Linked DNA regions of Ovis aries: region 2 is linked to region 1. Evidence: chromatin contacts called from public Hi-C data. All regions are on one chromosome and are shown on one strand. Each heading gives the region's core, a stretch centred on a gene start, on an enhancer-like site or on the middle of the called end of the contact. The rest is flanking DNA. Distances are from core to core; before and after follow the strand shown. Region 1 overlaps ARNT2 (aryl hydrocarbon receptor nuclear translocator 2). Region 2 holds the start of CEMIP (cell migration inducing hyaluronidase 1).

Region 1 (2,700 bases), core at 143-2,642:
ATCCTTTCCCCTTCTTTCCTGATTCAGCTGAGAACTGCCCCTGGTGTCACCTTCTGCACCTGCACCCTGCCATCCAGTCTCAGCATCTTGGGGTTTCTGCATGTGATAGATTGTGTGTGTGCATACAGCTGGAAAGCCAGCTATGTGTCCCCTGAAACATACTCATGGTTTGGAAATAAGATTTTGGTTCCTGTCCCAGGTTTTCTACCTAAGTTGTCTGATCTCGGACAACTTATTTTATTTCTGTGATGCTGAGCATTATAAAAGCCCACCTCTTCAAGTTCCTGTGAGGGATTACATTGAGAAGTATCTTGGAAACTGTACTGCAACATAAAAGTCATAATAGAGGAGCTTCCCTGGCAGTCCAGTGGTTAAGATTCCCACTGCAGGGGGCATCCCTGGTCAGGGGACTAAAATCTCGGATGCCTCATTGAGGGGGCCACAAAAAAGTAGTAATAGATAATGCATAGAAATTTGTTATTTTATTGTATCTCCTCCCAGAGAGTATATTTAATCCAATCTGCAATGTTAAATGGAGTTTAAGAATTTCTTAATGTGAAGCATGAAGGAATAAACCCACGAGTACAACGTCACTACGTACCTGAGTTAACTGCATCAGGGTGTGGGCACCAAGCTCAGAGTGCCCTGGTAGCCAAGGCAAAAAGGGAAACCCTCCAGCTTATAGAGTTTTCGTGGTCTGATTTCTAAAAGCTAAAATGTTCTGATATAAAATGGGCTTTGAAGGGGTAGGTGCAACAAATTGGGAGAGTAGCATTGACATATATCCACTATCATGTGTGAAACAGCTAGTGAATGGGAGGTGCTGTATAGCACACGGAGCTCAGCTTGGTGCTCTGTGATGACCTAGATGGGCGGGATGGGGAGTGAGACGGAGGGAGGCTCAAGAGGAGATGGGATGTATGTTTATGTACAGCTGGTTCATGTTGCTGTACAGCAGAAACTAAAACAACATTGTAAAGCATGTACGCCAGTATTTTAAAAAGGGCATTGACTAATTGGTTTCTCACAGGGTGGTGGCAGAACGACCCAAGTGCAGGGTCCCATCTCAAGGGGGAGTGGACCAAGCTTCCCCTGAGGGTGACCGCCCTCCCTCCGTGCCTGTCTGTGGCCACGATGCTCCTGTTCTGGGCTCCCGCTGGCCCCCGCCAAGCCTGCACTGCTTGCTGCCTCCCCGCTCTGTCTGGCACCTTCCTTCCTCCCGCTGACTTCCTTCTCCAAATGTTTGCTCAGGTGGTGAAGCTGAAAGGCCAAGTGCTGTCGGTCATGTATCGGTTCCGCACCAAGAACCGCGAGTGGGTGTTGATCCGCACCAGCAGCTTCACCTTCCAGAACCCTTATTCCGATGAGATAGAGTACATCATCTGCACCAACACCAACGTCAAGTATGTACCCGCCCGCCCCTCCCCAGGTCCCAGCCGGCGCTAGTGTTCCGTGACGCTCTCCTCCCTGCAGGCTCTGGCTCTGCCGGCAGCTGCAGATCCCTGCAGGAGACGAAGGAGCAGGAGGAGGCAACACTGGCCCCTCTTCACTATCTCCTCCCAGGTCCCCCTTCTCAAGGCCCTCCTGATTGCGAGCCCTCAGTGCTGACTGATGACCCTGGTAGTACTCCCTCTCCATCACACGGTTGGTTGGTTCAAGATGCTCTGGTTTCCATGATCTCCTCCCCGAGTGCAGAGCCCAGCAGAGTGGAGCTGGGGGCTTCCTTGGGGCTCCCTGCTGTGCCAGCTGAAGCCGGGAGGTGGAGGAGTGAGGCTGAGCCTTTTGGCAGTTCTGGGACATGGGGGCCAGGCAGCACAGGGGTGAGCACCTTAGGGTCACAGGGCTTCTTGGCTGTCCAGTCACTGACGCAGTCCTCTGAGATCCCTGCTGGCTTTGCTGCTGTACCCTACATGTGTTAACACACAGACCTAGAGCTCCAGTCGTGGTCCCCGATTCCCTGCTGTGTGACCTTGACTGTGTCCCTTCATCTCTCAGGCTTCATTCCCCATTGGTGAAAGGGGTGATAACAACTCTCTCTCAGGTTTCCCGGAGGGTATGATGAGGTCGGGCTTCTAGATACAGGCAGGTCATGCCTCCTCTCTGGACTTATTCTTGAGGAAATATCAGCAGTCCAAAGAACCAACATGGACAAAGGCAAAATGATGTCCACAGGCACGGGAGCACGTGGAAGCCGTGCCCAGTTTTTGGGGTGGGGGGCGCGCAGTCTGCAGGGCATGAGACGAATATACATGGTGGGAACTGTGCCCATGCATCCCTGTGTCTCCGGTCAGCGGCACTGCTGTCCTCCACTTTCCCAGGTTCCGCACTAAGCTGTGGAGTCTGTCCCCACCCTGACCACCTCCCCGTCCTCATCTATGACCACTCTCCTCCCCAGACACCAGCACCTCCAGGCCGTCACTGTAAGTGACCTTCTGGCTTGCCCAGAGCTCTCCATTGCCATTGCAGGCTCCCTGAGTTTGGCGGTTCCCTTCTGGGTCCCCGGAAGCAGCCTCCTTTCTAACACCACCCAGAGTGTCTCGGCTTTGGCCCTGCTGCTGGACCACAAGGCACAGAGCTGGACAGATGGGTCCACACAAGACCCTCAGAGGACCGGTGACCTGGGCTTCAGTCCCAGCTCCCACCTGGGCAAGTCACCTGCTCTTTTGAAGCCTCAGTTGCTCATCTGTAAAATGGGGAGAA
Region 2 (2,700 bases), core at 45-2,544, 220 kb after region 1:
TTACTCTCTCAGCTGTGTCTGACTCTTTGCAACCTCATGGGCTGTAGCCCACCAGGCTCCTCTTTCCATGGGATTCTTCTGGCAAGAGAACTAGAGTCGGTTGCCGTTCCCTTCACCAAGGGATCTTCCTGACCCAGGGATGGAACCCAGGTCTCCCACGTTGCAGGCAGATTCTTTACCGTCTGAGCCACCAGGGAGTGATAAGATCCCCATCCGCAGTCACATACCTAGCGTGTCTGACTCTGGTTTCAAATCAAGATCCCTTTGACAGAAAAGCCCACAGGTCTTCCACTTGGAGCAACTGCTTAATCTTATACTAGGATCTCTTTCTAAAGCCACCCTCTCCTTACCAAAGGCAAGCTTGTGTGCCCAACACACAATGAGGCCAAGCAAACTGAAATGTCAGAATTTGGTGCAAAAAAAGTCTATTGCAGTACCTCAAAACCTGGAACTCCGGGAAGAGTTTCAGCAAAGCATTTTTAAAGGCAAGGTGAGGGAAAGGGCAAGGTTGCTGGTTGCAAATGTCTTGATACAGTAATCTTTGTCCGCTGAAATCGGGTCACAGTGTTCCTATAAACTTCCAACAAGACAAATGTTACTCTCTCTTCTGAAACGTTTTCTCTCTCTATGCAAGAACAAGTGTTATCCTCAAAGGTCAGAGCCTTGAGAACGGGCTATCCTTTATATTTCAGGCTACAGGCAACACTGCTAAAGCAACAGAATACAAAGGTTAAAGCAAAAGAAACACATCTAATACGGACTCAGGTCTGTTCTTCCCTATTACACCCTGATTGGATTAGGAAAAAAAAGATTCTGAGACTTAATAACCCTGAACCTCATCTCTCCGCGATTCTGTGCTAGGCGCTAGGCTTTCTCCGAGAGAGCCTCTTCCCTGGCTGGTTTGGAGTGGGGATTCAGGCCTACGCACCGAGACCCCAAACCCTCTGAGCGCGGGGAAGAGGCTCTCCGCGGCCAGCCGCTGCTGCTCCTCCCGTGTCCTGGGCTCCAGCGCCCTCACCTGGCTGCTGACGCCGCCGCCGGCTGGCTCCGCGCGCTCGGGCTCCCCCGGGCTCCGCAGGCTCGGGTCTGCGTCTCCCAGAGCGGCCGCCAGAGCCCGCCCGGGTCCGGCCGGGGCCCGGGGCCCCCGCCCGACTTGGGCAAGGGGGAGGCGAGCTTCAGCGGGGGGCGGGTCGGTGGCGCGCGGGCGTCAGGGGCCCCGGGGAGGAGCCAGCCTGGCGCGGCCGGCTGAAGAGCAGGCAGCACTCTATAAAAGCCGCCGCTCTGGCGGGCGGCCGGGGAGCGCGGGCGAGCGCAGCGCGGTGCACCCCGGCTGAGCCTGGCGAGGGCCAGCGGCGCGCGGAGCCGGCGGAGCTGAGCGCGGTCCGGGGCTGAACCCCGCTTTCCCGGACGAACTACCACTCGGGCTTGCCCGAGTCCCGGGACATAACCGGGCCCGTCAGTGTGCCACCCGACCGCTCTGGCCGCGGCGCTTCTGGCCCGCGAGGCGTGAGAGTGTCTCGGCTACCGACCCAGAGGTAAGCGGGCCGGCTCGGCGCGCCGGGGCTGTGCGGACTGCCCAGCCTCAGAGGGGAGGGGAGATGGGGGGTTCGGCGCCTCCACCGGGGTTAGGGAAAGCGCACCGCGTCATGGGCTTGTTTGTCTGTCCAGTCTGTGCTGTGCTGTCTGTTCGTCTGTCTGTCCACGTGTCTGTTGATGGGCACACGTCCGCTGTGGGATTTCTCTGAGGTCGTGTGAGACTTTGCAAGGAGCAGGTGCCGGGGGGGCGCCAGTGTCCTCGGAGCGCATCCGGCGGGGAGCAGGTCCCCGTTTTCTGTAGAGTTCCCCGGTTCTGAGTGTCTCCGGGGAGATACTTGCTCCCCGAAGTGTCTCGTCGAGGAGTGACTGCTCCGAGGGTCAGATCGCGAAGTCCAGCTCACAGGGAGTCGGCTCACACCGAGCACTGGTGGGCGCGCACCTGGCGACAGGTCTGCGCCCTGCTGCTCGGCTTTGAGCACTGTCTTCCTTCTTGTTTCCCCTGCGCTTCCTGCTGCCTCGCCGCGCGCGCTCTCCCCGACGGCGAGAGGCAACCAGCATCGCTCTGGCACACGGCCGGTGGAGGTTAATTGAATGTTAGATGACAGGAGGACCCCTACTGATGTCTAGACTACGACGCCCAACCTGGCATCGCTGCAAGAGGGTTCAGCAGTCCCTGGAGAGGAATGTCAGCTCCGAGAAAGGTCAAATAAGGTTGGGAATAAAGACAGGGACCTGGCGGAGCCCAGGCCAGGGCCGTGGCCAGCTCTCCAGCTCGCCGCTCTGGGAATCAGGGCCAGAGACACTCTGGAGTGAAGCCGGCGGGACGCATGTGCTCCTGAGAAAGGAGCTCAGTGCGCCGAGGTCTTCCGCCGCAGACTCGCTGTCCGCGCTCTCAAGACCGCCGCGGTTCCCCAAGGGTCCAACACTACGGCCGTCCCAGGCGCGCCGCCAGGAGCCGGGTTTGAGGTCCTGAGTCCTGCTTCGTGCAGCCAAGGCTGCCCACAGGTGAGAAAACCCTTTTAAAACGGAACTTTTGATGTGTGAGCCAGTGCCTGGCTGCAGGCTGGGAGCGAGTCTGTCTCTCCATTCCGGCGGTCTGGAGCGTGATCCCGGGCGCGCCCGGGGGCGGGAGCCGGCGGCTCTGCGTGCCCAGGCGCGGCGCCA

The links. A called contact is a pair of places that touch in the nucleus more often than the background predicts.
Region 2: a contact with region 1 is called in a Hi-C map of tail adipose tissue, with 7 times the contacts expected there. The contact joins the promoter of CEMIP here to the enhancer-like site in region 1. A contact is called at or near these places in 10 of 16 Hi-C or Micro-C datasets (blood, hypothalamus, liver and 6 more).

Annotation. Positions count from the first base shown.
Region 1 is chr18:24,224,094-24,226,793 of ARS-UI_Ramb_v3.0, forward strand. It overlaps ARNT2 (aryl hydrocarbon receptor nuclear translocator 2), which reads left to right. Exons shown (of 19, transcript NM_001308560.1): 12 at 1,252-1,403. Among named protein-coding and RNA genes, the nearest start is that of ABHD17C, 120 kb to the right of the region's middle. Within about 2 kb of position 1,393, at least 3 of the 54 cell types and tissues checked have an H3K27ac peak or open chromatin away from gene starts, as enhancers often do.
Region 2 is chr18:24,440,016-24,442,715 of ARS-UI_Ramb_v3.0, forward strand. CEMIP (cell migration inducing hyaluronidase 1) reads left to right here and starts at 1,295. Exons shown (of 31, transcript XM_042235149.1): 1 at 1,295-1,535.